3 separate regions of the Rattus norvegicus genome follow, and regions 2 and 3 are each linked to region 1. Evidence: chromatin contacts called from public Hi-C and HiChIP or PLAC-seq data. All regions are on one chromosome and are shown on one strand. The core of a region is the stretch at or near the end of the contact, and the rest is flanking DNA. Distances in the headings are between cores, read along the strand shown. Region 1 has its middle 30 kb from the start of Slc22a16. Region 2 has its middle 19 kb from the start of Gtf3c6. Region 3 holds the start of Gtf3c6 (general transcription factor 3C subunit 6).

Region 1 (4,471 bases), core at 778-3,277:
ACCAGTATGGCTACCAAGAATCGTTTGTTTTTCTGTCTAGGGAAGAAACCTCTCTACTTTTAATTGAATTCACAGCTTTTGGTGTTTCCCATGAGGAGTGTTTTGCCAATGTAAGACCACTAAAGTCGGGCTGGAGAGATGGCTCACCGGTTAAGAGCTCTGACTGCTCTACCAGAGGTCCTGAGTTCAAATCCCAGCAACCACATGGTGGCTCACAACCATCTTTAATGAGATCTGACGCCCTCTTCTGGTGTGTCTGAAGACAGCCACAGTGTACTTATATATAACAAATAAATAAACCTAAAAAAAAAAAAAAGACCACCAAAGTCATGTTGAAAACAGTAGAGTCTGCGCTTCTGAAGAGCTTCTGGCAAAGAATGGATGAATGACGGCCCCGGGGCAGGCCGGCAGTTGGGTGGCGCAAGACCTGCAGTCCTGTTGTGGGTGGGTGGCGGAGACTAGAACAGGATCTACTGCATTCCCTTCTTCACAGTTAGCAAGCAGTAATAGCCCCGAGACAAGATAAAACAAAATCTGACATGGCCAGCAATTCCAGACACCCCCAAGTCTCCTGGGGGGGTCCCCAGAAAAAGCAGTTAATCAGAGAAAGAAGCTCCATCGGGAAGGAATCACAATAAAGCCAATCTAAAGTCTTTCTGGAAATTGAGTTGTTTGAACAATTACCTCAAGGCTATTTATTAAAGAGCAGAACTCAGTGTTCAGAGGGCTTGTCTTGGACCAGTTCTCAGTCTAAAGGACTCCCAACATAGATCTCGGGTGAGTGCACACCAGGATTATACTGTCCAGGGATGCCCAGGGATCCTGCCTAGCAGGAGTTAACCAAAAGAAAGAAAGAAAGAAAGAAAGAAAGAAAGAAAGAAAGAAAGAAAGAAAGAAAGAAAGAAAGAAGGAAAGAAGGCAAGCTCATCTGGAACACACAAATCTAAGACACACAGCTTTCTTAAACCTCATTAACATAACCTCAATCCACAACTGGATTCAGTTACCTCGGGGAAAGAAAGGCGTTTTCTCATAGAGCTGGCTGTGAGCAGGGGTCAGTCATGACAAAGACAAGCCTGTGTGTTCTTTGTCCTTTCCCTGGCACTGCCAGGCCTTGAGCCCTTTGGATCAGTTCCTCGGGGACAAGTTCTTGTTTGGTTTTCAGCTGTTTTTTCTCCAGAGTTGAGGATAGAGGGAGGAGGGAGCCGGGTGACTTGTGTGACTGGTGGCACTGATGGACCACACAGAAAGAGTCTGTGCTGGGGTGTCCCTTAGGAGTGGCTGTGGGAAAGATTGACATCCTGGGAAGAGCCTGGGGGGGGGGGGTCCTAGTGGGTCTCCATATTATATATTAATTTTTCTCCCTTATTTTCTTCCTTTTTCCCTTTTATTGAAAATAGATTTTTTTCTTTCAATCTATTCTGATTCTAGTTTCCCATCCTCCAAGTCCTCCTTCTCCTCTCCATTTGGATCCACACCCTTTCAGGCTTCCAAGGGATGGTAATAAAATAAAATAAGGTAAAAAAAAAAAAAACAAATTGGAATAGGACAAAACAAAGAGAAGAAAAAGAACCAAAGAAATAACATGAGGAACACATGTAGATGTGATGTGTGAGTGCACGCACACACACACACACACACACACACACACACACACACACACACATGCACGCACACAGGAATCCCATTAAAAACACAAAACCAGAAGCCACAATGTATATGCAAGGAACATGTAAGGTTAAAAGAGGGGACTGGCGGGGTTGGGGATTTAGCTCAGTGGTAGAGCGTTTGCCTAGCAAGCACAAGGCCCTGGGTTCGGTCCCCAGCTCTGAAAAAAAAAGAAAAGAAAAAAAGAGGGGACTGGCATGACATTATGGGACAAAGTCTGTCTCAAGGTGCCACTGTATTCATCTTGTGTTGGTCATTACTGCTGGGCATAGGCTCTGGGGCCTGGCTTTAAGAGTGGTTTGATTCCCCAGAGAGTGGTTATCAACTGGAGATAGCTTCTGGGCTAGGGGTGGAACTTGTGCCCACTTTTCCTCTCAGTCCTCGGCCCCCATCAGGTGCAGAGCCATGCAGGCCCCGCGAATGCTGCCATAGCCTCTGCGAGTCAATGTGCTGTGTAGAAGGCCCTGTTTCCTTGTGTCCTCTGTCCCCTCTGGTTCTTACATTCTCTGCCTCCTCTTCCTTGGGGTTCCCTGATCCCTGAGGGGAGGGGTCTGATGGAGACATCTCCCCAGTTTTGGGTTTTAATAGGATTCCTCTGTGTGTGTGTGTGTGTGCTTGTATGTGTGTGTTTTTAATGTGTGTATATATGTGTATGTGTGTGCATTAGTGTGTTTGTATGTGTGTATATGTGCATGTATGTGTGTGTATGTGTGTATGTGTGCTTATGTATGTATATGTGTGTATATTTGTGTTTGTGTGTGTACATGTGCACATGTGTGTATGTGTGTGTTTGTGTGCACATGTGTGTATGTGTTTGTGTGTATGTGTTTATGTGTGTGCACATGTGTGTGCTTGCGTGTATGTGTGTTTGTGTGTATGTGTGTACATGTGCACATGTGTGCATGTGCGTGTTTGTGTGTATGTGTGTGTTTGTGTGTATGTGTGTGTTTGTGTATATGTGTGTGTTTATGTGTGTGCACATGTGTGTGCTTGTATGTATATGTGTTTTTGTGTATGTATGTGTCTGCACATGTATGTATGTGTGTGTGCTTGTGTGTATGTGTATGTGTGCACACACATGTGTGTTCTGAGGTCCTCTCACTCTCTGCACACGGTCCAGCTGTTTATATCTCTGTTTCCATCTTCTGCAGGAAGGAGCTGCTCTGACAATGGCCATGCGAGAAGACGCTGGTCTGAGTACAGCAGGATGCCATTAGGAGTCATGTTATTGCTATGTCCCTTTAGCAGAACTGTAGTATTTGATCTCGCCCTAAGTCTATGGTCTACCTCGTCTCAGGTTCGTGACAACCCAAGGCAAGGATTCCGTCTCACAGTGTGGGCCTTAAATCAATCAGATGTTGGTTGGTTACCCCCTCGTGTGCTCTGCCACTGTTGCACCAACATATCTTGCAGGCTGGTCACCATCGTAGATCCGAGGGTTTGTAGCTTGGTGACTGTTCACCTTTCTCTACTGATTTTGTGTTGAGACTCATGCAGCTCATGTTGGCTGCCCTTAAACCCCTGGTCTTCCTGCTTCAGCCTCTCTAGTGCTGAAAGTACAGATGTGCATCACCACCCCTAGCAGTAGCTGGGTATTATTGTTTTCAAGTATTAGTAATACTTGACACACAGAGTGTTTTTACTGTGTACTAGGCGCTGTTCTGAATAATATTCTATAGTTTAACTCACGTAATCCTCTCAATCTTGTGAAGCAGGTGTTTTGTCTCTCCCACTTTACAGATTGGAAAACTGAGGCACACAGAGACAATTTATTTGCCCAAGGTTATGTAATCAGCAGGTAGTTCAAAGCCTGGGCTTTGAATTGTCTGGTACTGACTGTTGAAGAGTAGGTAACGAAAAGTCTAAACGAAGACACAGGTGTTATTTAGCTGCTAAACATTGCAGCAGAACTCTTTTTCCTTTCCTCTTTCTATTGTCCTTCCTTCTTCCCTCCTCTCCCTCCCTCTCCTCCCTCCCTCCTCCTCCCTACTTTTCCTCCCTCCCTCTCCTCCCTCCTTCCCCACCCTGCTTCCCCTCCCTCCCTTCCTTCCCCCTCTCTCTTTTTGTTGGACTTTGGATCCAGGACCTCATACTGCTCTCACACACTCTCTTCCTCTATCACTAAGCTACATCCCCAGCCCCGGTTCTCCGTTCCCAGGCCATTGGTGTAAAGACGCTGTTCTCTGAAAACAAATCAAGCACAGATCTCAAGGGGAAACGTTTGGGCCTCGAGTCCACCCTCTGTCAAAGCACTTCAGATGCTGGTATGTTGCTATGACCACAAAGAAGGCATGGATCTACCCAGGGAAACTGAGGTCCCAGGAAAGAAGTGGGGCAGCAGGGGCTCATGCTTCAGTCTCGGGAGCTTCAAAGCCTCAGGCACACCAGTGGTGAGTGTTCAGGAAATCTTGATGGTGCCCAACTTCCTCCCTCCTCAGCCTGACAAACTCAACTGCTTCCTGTAGGGGCTCTAACGTCCCCTTACCTTGCAGTTTCCTCTGTTCAATAAACATCTTACAATATTCTAAGCTACCCATCGGGACAGTCATGAGTTTGGTGCCAGAGGTTGGGACTGTTTAAGGAGCTCTGCTTTGCTAACTAGAATGGGTGGAGCTTTCTTAGAGTGAACAGACGGTGGGGGAGAACTCCTCTCTAGTCTAGGGGCTAAGTTGAAGGTTTTCACAATGTCAGCAGTGCACTGTGCCTTCCCGAGGCAGCCTCCCCAGCACCTTCCAGCAAATGACTTCTGCTGGAATGCTCCAGGCTCTGCAGTAGCTGAGTGGGTGCCTCCCCTTGGCCAGCT
Region 2 (4,313 bases), core at 889-3,388, 260 kb before region 1:
AGCCCAGGAACAAACAGGCACTGTGGTGGCTTTCTGTAAGTCCCTGCTAACTTTGGACACACTTTAGGAAGGGGAAGACAGGACTTTACCTATCCATTGTAACAGGTTTTGCTTAGTTTGTTTTTTTTTTTTCTATTTATTTTACATGAGGTCTGTATTGCATGAAATGATGCCACAAGCAGAACACAGAACCGTGTTCTAACTAACATGGGTGTCCCCCAACATCCTGCACACCGCAGGACATACATACATACATACAGGGAAAACACCCATATACACATAATAGAAATCAAAGTTATGAAAACTACACATACATTTCCATTGAGAATTATATTATATACCAAATGCAAACATATTTGTTGGGTTTCAAGAATCACTGAAGGAAGACCCCAGACTCAAATAGTATACAAAGACCAAGAGTGTTTATTCTGCAGAAACCACCAGCACGCAGGGGTCAACCATTCATCAAAATGGCAATGACTTGAGGGGCTAGCTGGCCCCTTTTATGCAGGGCTGGGGGAATTTTCCACAAGGGTTAGGTAAGGTAACCTCTAACACGATTGGTAGAGGAAGTGTAGTGACATTAGTACACTTTTGATTGGTTGCTATGTCAGTTTTATTATATTCGGTGAGGCCTTGGAGAATTTTTGGAACAAGCTCAGATCTGGCCTTGTTATCTCCTCAGCTCACTGTCCCAGGAGCTGACTCAGCTGCAGACTTACCCTCCCTCAGTCAGGGCCATCACTGACTAAAGGCACATGGTCAGCAGCTCCCTCTGAGGAGCCCAGCATACTTCCCGAGGGAACTGAAAATTTTATTCCCAAGGTTTTTGGACTCCTCGGTTTCACTTAAAGTGGATGCTTTGCCAAGTGAGATGCACACATCTTTAATCCCAGCACTCAGGAGGCAGAAGCAAACAGATTTCTGTCAGTTCCAGGAAAGCCAGGGTGACATAGAAAGAACCTGTCTCAAAAAGAAGAGGAAGGAGCTGGAGAGATGGCTCAGCGACTGCTCTCCCAGAGGTCCTGAGTTCAATTCCCAGCAACTACATGGTGGCTCACAACCATCTGTAATAGGATCTGATGCCCTCTTCTTGAGTGTGTCTAAAGAGAGTGACGATGTATTCATATATGTAAAGGGAGGAGGAGGAAGAGGAGGAAGAAGAAGAAGAGGAGGAGGAAGAGGAAGAGGAAGAGGGGGAGGAAGAGGAGGAGGAGGAGTTGTTTTAGGGCCAGCACGACATCTCAGTAGAGCTGCCTAGGTTCAATCCCCAAATTTTTCAAGGTAGAAGTAGAAGTAGAGAAACAACCTCTGACAGCTGTCACATACACCATATACACACAGAAACACACCCTACATATATACATACATACAACACACACACATATACCATATACACACAGAAATACACCCTACATATATACATACATACAACACACACACATGCACATACACCATATACACACAGAAACGCACCCTACATAAATACTTGCATACAACACACACACATGCACATACACCATATACACACAGAAATACACCCTACATATATACATACATACAACACACACACACATACACCATATACACACAGAAACACACCCTACATATATACATACAACACACATATACCATATACACACAGAAACACACCCTACATATATACATACATACAACACACATATACCATATACACACAGAAACACACATTATGCACACACATATGCACATACACCATATACACACAGAAACACACACACACACACACACACACACACACACACACACACACACTGAACTTTTAACTGCTAGGTTACGTATCTCCCTGTAAGGCTGAAGCAGGAGGATCACAAGAAATTCCAAGCCAGTTTGGGCTACACAGTGAGTCTCAGGCCATCCTGAGTGAGATCCTATCTCAATATGTGTGTGTGTGTGTGTGTGTGTGTGTGTGTGTGTCTCTCTGTCTGTCTGTCTGTCTGTCCATCCGTTTGTCTGTGAAAGCTTGGAGGAAAAGGGTAAAACACACTAAGATAAAGTAGTTTACATTTTCTCGTGATTGCTGTGTTTAACAGGGCTGGCGGTCTCCCAGAGAAGGAACAAAGCTTCACTGTGAGCATAACCTTGCAGAGCTGGGCTTGGCAGCCGAGTCCACTGAAGAGAACAGGGCTGACTTTCTGCTCCCAAGGTCACACTCTGGATCGGTCGTGAAGAAGAACAAGAGATGTGTCTAGAAACATACAGCAGAACATAAAACTTGACTATGGGGACCACTCGCAATAAAGAAGCAAAAGGAAAACGACTCAGGGCCGCTTTTCCACCCCACACGTGCTGGGCCAGCGCTCCACCGCTGAGCTGTACCCTGACACGATAAGCAAGCTCTTCAGCTGCTTTAGGCTGCGTCAAAAAATAGGAAGACTGGGCCACATAACCCCGAGGCCCCCTAATGCCAGCAGCCTTGATCCTCTTCAGGAACAAAAGGGTCTTGTGGTTGAGAGAGAAGGGAGGACGGTGAGCGGCGTAGGATGCGGACAGAGCTGGAACTGCAGCGTCATTCACTGCACCCACTGTTACAGCAGTCTGCTAGCGCTTGCTGTGAAAAGAGCGCACTGTGTTCTCCAGATAGGAAGTCCCGGTTCCTGTCTGGGTTTGTGAGCTTCCCCCCTTCGTTAGGCACTTATCTGTATGAGACCAGTTTCCACTATGTGACCCTCCTGGAGGGATATAGCCTTGTTCAAGTCTCTGTCCCATCTTACTGTGCAAAACGTCTTGCAGATAGATTGTAGGTCTCATCAAACGATGACTTCCCGAGCGAGTACTATACGGGAGTTGTGAAACCAGTTTTTCAATGTCATTTCTCACAAATATTTATGTTTCTTTATGCTAATTAAATCGGTGGCCCACGTATCAGGTTCATCCCCCTCTAGGAAGTACTGTGATGTTCACAGACTTTAATGATGGCTTACTCTTTTTTTTTTGTTTTGTTTTATTTTGTTTTGTTTTTTGGTTCTTTTTTTTTTTTTTTCGGAGCTGGGGACCGAACCCAGGGCCTTGCGCTTCCTAGGCAAGCGCTCTACCACTGAGCTAAATCCCCAACCCCTTGATGGCTTACTCTTATTAACTGTAGCACCCTGGTGGCTCAGCACAGCGAGGCCGCCCTATATTCCCATGTTAGTCTTGGAGTTCAGCTCAGCGAAGAAGCACTTATGGTGTCTTGCACCTTGTATGCCTGGTACGTCACAACCAAGATACTAAATTAATATTCCATGGTGGGCACGGTCAACAGGAAAGAGACTTGCTTGTAAGGATTCCAGCTCATTGCTTACCAAATTCACTCAAATGTTGGTTTCCGGAAGGGCGGTGCTTTGGGGTCACAGGCTCTGATCTTGGTGGGACAGCCTATAGCCTCTCTCAGCTCATCCTAGGGAAAGCCTTCTGGTAGAGTACTTTACCAATTCAGAAGAGGATAAAATGTAAGGGAAGGATGGGACTAGGGGGGAAATGAAGGGAAAGAAGAAAGCAAAAGAAAGAAAAATGTTTTTTATTTATTTTGGTTTTGGTTTGGGGGCATTGTTTGTTTGTTTTTGTTTTGTTTTGTTTTGGTTCTTTTTTTTTTTCCAGAGCTGGGGACCGAACCCAGGGCCTTGCGCTTCCTAGGTAAGCGCTCTACCACTGAGCTAAATCCCCAGCCCCTGTTTTGTTGTTTTTAAACACAGGGTTTCTCTGTCCTGAAACTTGCTCTGTAGACCAGACGGACCTTGAACTCACAGAGTTCTGATTTCTCACTTTGTCTGCCACTCAACTGGACATCACTTTCAAACATGGATACTTCTTTCTATGAAGTAATTTTACCTCTTTTGTTTGAGATTAAAGGTGTGTACCAGGGCTAGAGAGTTGGCTCAGTGGTTAAGAGCACTGACTGCTCTTCCTGAGGTTCTGAGTTCAAATTCCAGCAACCATATGGTGGCTCACAGCCATCTGTAATGGGTTCGATGCCTTTTCTGGTGTGTTTGAAGACAGCTACAGTGTGGTTATATAGAATAAATAAACCTTTTTTTTAAAAGAAAAAGGTGTGGGGGACTGGAGAGATGGCTCAGTGGTTAAGAGCACTGTCTGCTCTTCCAGAGGTCCTGAGTTCAAATCCCAGCAACCACAGGGTGGTTCACTACCATCTATAACGAGATCTGATGCCCTATTCTGGTGTGTGTGAAGACAGCTACAGTGTACTTATATATAATAAATAAATAAATTTAAGAAAAATTTTAAAAATGTAAAAGGTGTGTACTAAGGCCATGTCTATAATCTAGCCAGAAGGA
Region 3 (3,936 bases), core at 784-3,283, 270 kb before region 1:
CTCATTTTCTCTAGAAGTTATCTTGGATAGGAAAAACAAAACTGATCAATAAACAGCTTTCTGACAAGAGACCTGAATTAATGCCAAATAACAGAAGCTTTGAAAGACCACTCACTCACCAACCCACGGCAGGACGTAGACTACAGCAGGAGCAGTAATATCAAGGCAACCATTTTGCCCCTCCCTCTTGGGTGACTTTTTTTTTTTTTTAATTTCTCTAGAACCCCTTACAGAACCAGAACCAAAATGGTGATCAACAGGACCATAGGTCTGGCCAAGATCACCTATTCTGCCTCCATATTCCCTTTTCTATATAACATCAAAGTTCTTGTCAGCCCTTTGTGGATTATCTCCTTCCAACATGGCCACACTGTTTAAATCTCCCTTATCCTGCTGTTCATCTCTGGTTTTTGTTTTACAGGGTTTTTCTTTGTTTGTTTTTTCAACAGGGTTTCTGTTTCCTGGCTGGCTTGGAATTTACTATGTAGCCCAGGCTGGCCTCAACCCACTGAGATATGCCTGTTTGGGCTTCCCATGCATTGAGCGGGATTAAGAGTATGTTCACTATGCCTGAGTAGACTTTCTGTTGTTTTGAGACAGGGTCTCTCTATGGGTCTGTCTGTCTTGGAACTTGCTATGTCCACCATACTACTAATCTCTGATTGGTATGTTTGGGTAAGTGGCAGAAATTAGCTTGTTTAAATATTTGGAGCCAAGGATTTTGCCCAAAAACTTTTATAACAATTAACTTCATCCCCCCCCCCCCAGCCCCCAAGACAGGATTTCTCTGTGTAATAGCCCTGGGGACTCTCTCTGCAGACCAAGCAGGCCTCAGACTCAAGAGATCCTCCTGCCTCTGCCTTGAGAGTGCTGGGATTAAGGTATGCACCACCATCAGGCAATAACTTAATACTATAGATTGTGTCTTCTCCAGGTTTTTTGAAGACGGGATGGCTTTCTGTAGCTACAACACTCCCCGAATTCTAAGACTCACCAAAATCTTGCATTTATTTTCACATTTGGAGAGAAAGTCTGTATCAATAATTCCTGACAATTCCACCAGAACAAACTGCTCCTGGTGGAAGAAAGCAAAGTTAATAAGGTTGTATACGTATAAGTATAAGTTAGTAAGGTTGTATTAATAAGGTTAATAGGGGACAGTAAACAAGAAATGCCCCAAATTCCTCTGCGAAAACTCGATCTAGTTTCTGGTGGAAACCTACTACCTCTGGAACAGCCCAGACTACCTCAATTCTTTCTAGAATGGGTAAATCCGAACTGGAGCTAGCCCTCCAAGGCTTCTCAGGCTTCTGAAAGCAAGCGAGCGATCTACGGGCCTCCCTCACGCTGTCCGCATCCTGGACTCCTTTCCCCACCCTGGGGTGGCTCAGCCAAGAACGCCGACCCTGCAGGCCTCTGGCCCGCGTTTACAACCTCCTCTATCTCCTCTTCTTCCTCCTCCTCATCTTCGTCCTCCCAACTGGGATCCACTGCCGCCGCCATAGCGCTCAGAGACTCCATCGCTGGCCACGCCCCCTGCAGCCGCCATCTTAGATACGGGCAGCGGCGTCCCCTATCCGGCCATTGCGGCGCATGACGCACACACGCCTCGCCAGGGAGCAAGATGGCGACGCCAGGCTTCCGTAAGGGGCTCCCTCGTGGAGACTAAAACACGCTCCGAGCTTTGGGAATTTAGGATATTTAGCCCCACTTTGAGGAACGTGGCTCATAGAGCTCAGGCTGCTCTGAACTCAGTAAGTAGCTGAGATGAGCTAATCAACTGCATCCACCTCCTACTTAAAAACCTCACATACATTGTCTGCTGCACATAAGACTAGAGAATCAATGGTGGCCTACACCTTTCATCCCAGCAACTAAAGGTGCGGAGGGAAGAAGATTAACGCAAACTCTAGGCCAGGGTGGCTACATAGTTCACACAAACGCAGCAGCGATGCTACCGAATGTTACCCGGGGAAGATTGCAAGGGTGCAATCCGGAAAGGAGAGGAAACAAACACCCATCTCACAACAAAATGCAACCTAAGAAACCGCACACACCCTTTAAAAACCGGTCCGGAAGTGGTTTTGTTTGGGCGACTGAAGACACTGGCGTATGATTGGCTGCCATCTTCGATATGTTAATTATGGACGTAAATCTGAGTTAGTTTACAGTTAATAATTATTCAGGATGATTTTTTTTTGCAAAAGACTATATAAACTCAGCTTCGAAATGCATGTGTGTGGTATTTCTTTGGAGACTATTGCGGGGTGGGGGGGGGAAATGTCACCATTTGTAAAAAATGGGCTGCCGCGTGTGACGTCGTGGCGGTTGGCAGTGCTCAGGCAAGACTATACTTTCAGGGATCATTTCTATAGTTCGTTACTAGAGAAGTTTCTCTGACTGTGTAGAGCACCCGAAACCACGAGGAGGAGACGTAGCGTTCTCTCCTGAGCGTGAAGCCGGCTCTTAGTGTTGCTTCCTGCAACTGCTATTGGCCATTGATGATCGTTCTCGATCCTCTCTGAGGTTCGAGAGGGAGAGAACGCAGTCTGAGTGGTTTCTTTTTATTCCTTGTTTAAAGATTAGAACTAACCTTGGTGTTAATACCTAGTCATTGCGAGTAGGTATGGCTGCAAGCTGACCACAAAACGTCTCTAGGTCTGGTCACAGCTAGGTCCTTTTTCATTTGAAGAAGGTTTTCATTGTGTTTTCCTGTTTCTTCTCTCTACAGCTAAAACTAAAGGTTTTTTTCGTGCTAAAGCTGCTGGTGACTGGATTGCTTTTCATGTTGTCTTATGACAGTGCCTGCATGGTCACGTGCCCCACTTTTTTTTTAAATGTATCATACACAAGTTCACTGTAGCTGTCTTCAGATACACCAGAGGAGGGCATCAGATCCCATTACAGATGGTTGTGAACCACCATGTGCTTGCTGGGTGTTGAACTCAGGGCCTCTGGAAGAGCAGTCGGTGCTCTTAACCGCTGAGCTATTTCTCCAGCCCCCACCCCCTTTTTATTTTTCCCCCACTAACTTTTTTTAAAAGGCTTTTTTTGAATACTATTAACTAAATAAGAAGGGAGAAGGGATCCAGAAACAGTTTCTATGTTTTTAAATGTGATATTGATCGCAATATTCAAACACTGCCACTAGGAGGCGACAAGTGACTTAACAATCTGCTCCTTATTATTCTTTTATATGAAAAGCTTATATGAGAAAGTTTATTGCTTTCTTTTCTCTCTCTTTTTGGCTTTTCGAGACAGGGTTTCTCTGTTTATAACTGCCCTGGCTGTTCTGAAACTCATCTTGTAGATCAGGCTTGCCTCCTCCTGCCTTTGCCTGTGCTGGAATTAAAGGTATACACCACCATGCCATGTTTTATACCATAATTCTTGTAAAAGATCCTTTAGAGGTAACATTTTGTTTCAGAAATGAACATTTTGCGGTTACATAAGTTATATACAGTAAGTTTTTGTTATTCTGTTGTAAACTTGTACCTTACATGGATGAGAAAATGAAGTGCAAGCTTTGGGATGTAGCTCAATGGCAGAGCGCTTGCCTGAAACCTTCAATAAAAACCCTGGATCCTTGCCTGGCGGTGGTGGCCCACGCTTTTATACCCAGCGCTCGGGAGGCAGAGGCAAGATCTTTGAGTTTGAAGGCCAGCCTGATCTAGAGAGTGAGTTCCAGGATAGCCAGGGCTACACAGAGAAACCCTGTCTTAAAAACAAACAAACAAACAAAAAAAAAAAAAACCAAAAAAAAACTTTAGCCCAACTGCCACTGCCAATGGGCGGGGCGGGGCGGGGCGGGGCGGGCGGGGCGGGGCGGGGCGGGGCGAAAACTACTTGGAGCTAGCTAAGTAAGGCGGCTTCAAATTTCAGCTGTATCACAATGAGTTGGAAGGTTTCTCCAGATCCCTGAAGCTCCGGGGATCT

The links. Hi-C and Micro-C count contacts between places; a contact is called where the count stands out from the background. HiChIP or PLAC-seq counts read pairs in DNA pulled down with a chosen protein or histone mark.
Region 2: a contact with region 1 is called in an H3K27ac HiChIP or PLAC-seq map of oligodendrocytes, with 6 times the contacts expected there. The contact joins two enhancer-like sites. A contact is called at or near these places in 1 of 12 Hi-C or Micro-C datasets (the A7r5 cell line) and 1 of 1 datasets of contacts at active chromatin or transcription factors (oligodendrocytes).
Region 3: a contact with region 1 is called in a Hi-C map of liver, with 5 times the contacts expected there. The contact joins the promoter of Gtf3c6 here to the enhancer-like site in region 1. A contact is called at or near these places in 12 of 12 Hi-C or Micro-C datasets (the A7r5 cell line, the Rat2 cell line, Schwann cells and 7 more) and 1 of 1 datasets of contacts at active chromatin or transcription factors (oligodendrocytes).

The regions. Positions count from the first base shown.
Region 1 is chr20:45,495,439-45,499,909 of GRCr8, forward strand. No RefSeq gene overlaps it. Among named protein-coding and RNA genes, the nearest start is that of Slc22a16, 30 kb to the right of the region's middle. Within about 2 kb of position 2,028, at least 48 of the 93 cell types and tissues checked have an H3K27ac peak or open chromatin away from gene starts, as enhancers often do. A contact at or near this core is called in Schwann cells and prefrontal cortex, where this site is marked.
Region 2 is chr20:45,239,268-45,243,580 of GRCr8, forward strand. No RefSeq gene overlaps it. Among named protein-coding and RNA genes, the nearest start is that of Gtf3c6, 19 kb to the left of the region's middle. Within about 2 kb of position 2,139, at least 53 of the 93 cell types and tissues checked have an H3K27ac peak or open chromatin away from gene starts, as enhancers often do.
Region 3 is chr20:45,220,855-45,224,790 of GRCr8, forward strand. Gtf3c6 (general transcription factor 3C subunit 6) reads right to left here and starts at 2,034. Exons shown (of 6, transcript NM_001108537.1): 1 at 1,435-2,034; 2 at 995-1,075. The coding sequence starts at 1,521. LOC120099037 (small nucleolar RNA U3) reads left to right here and starts at 2,345; the gene lies at 2,345-2,558.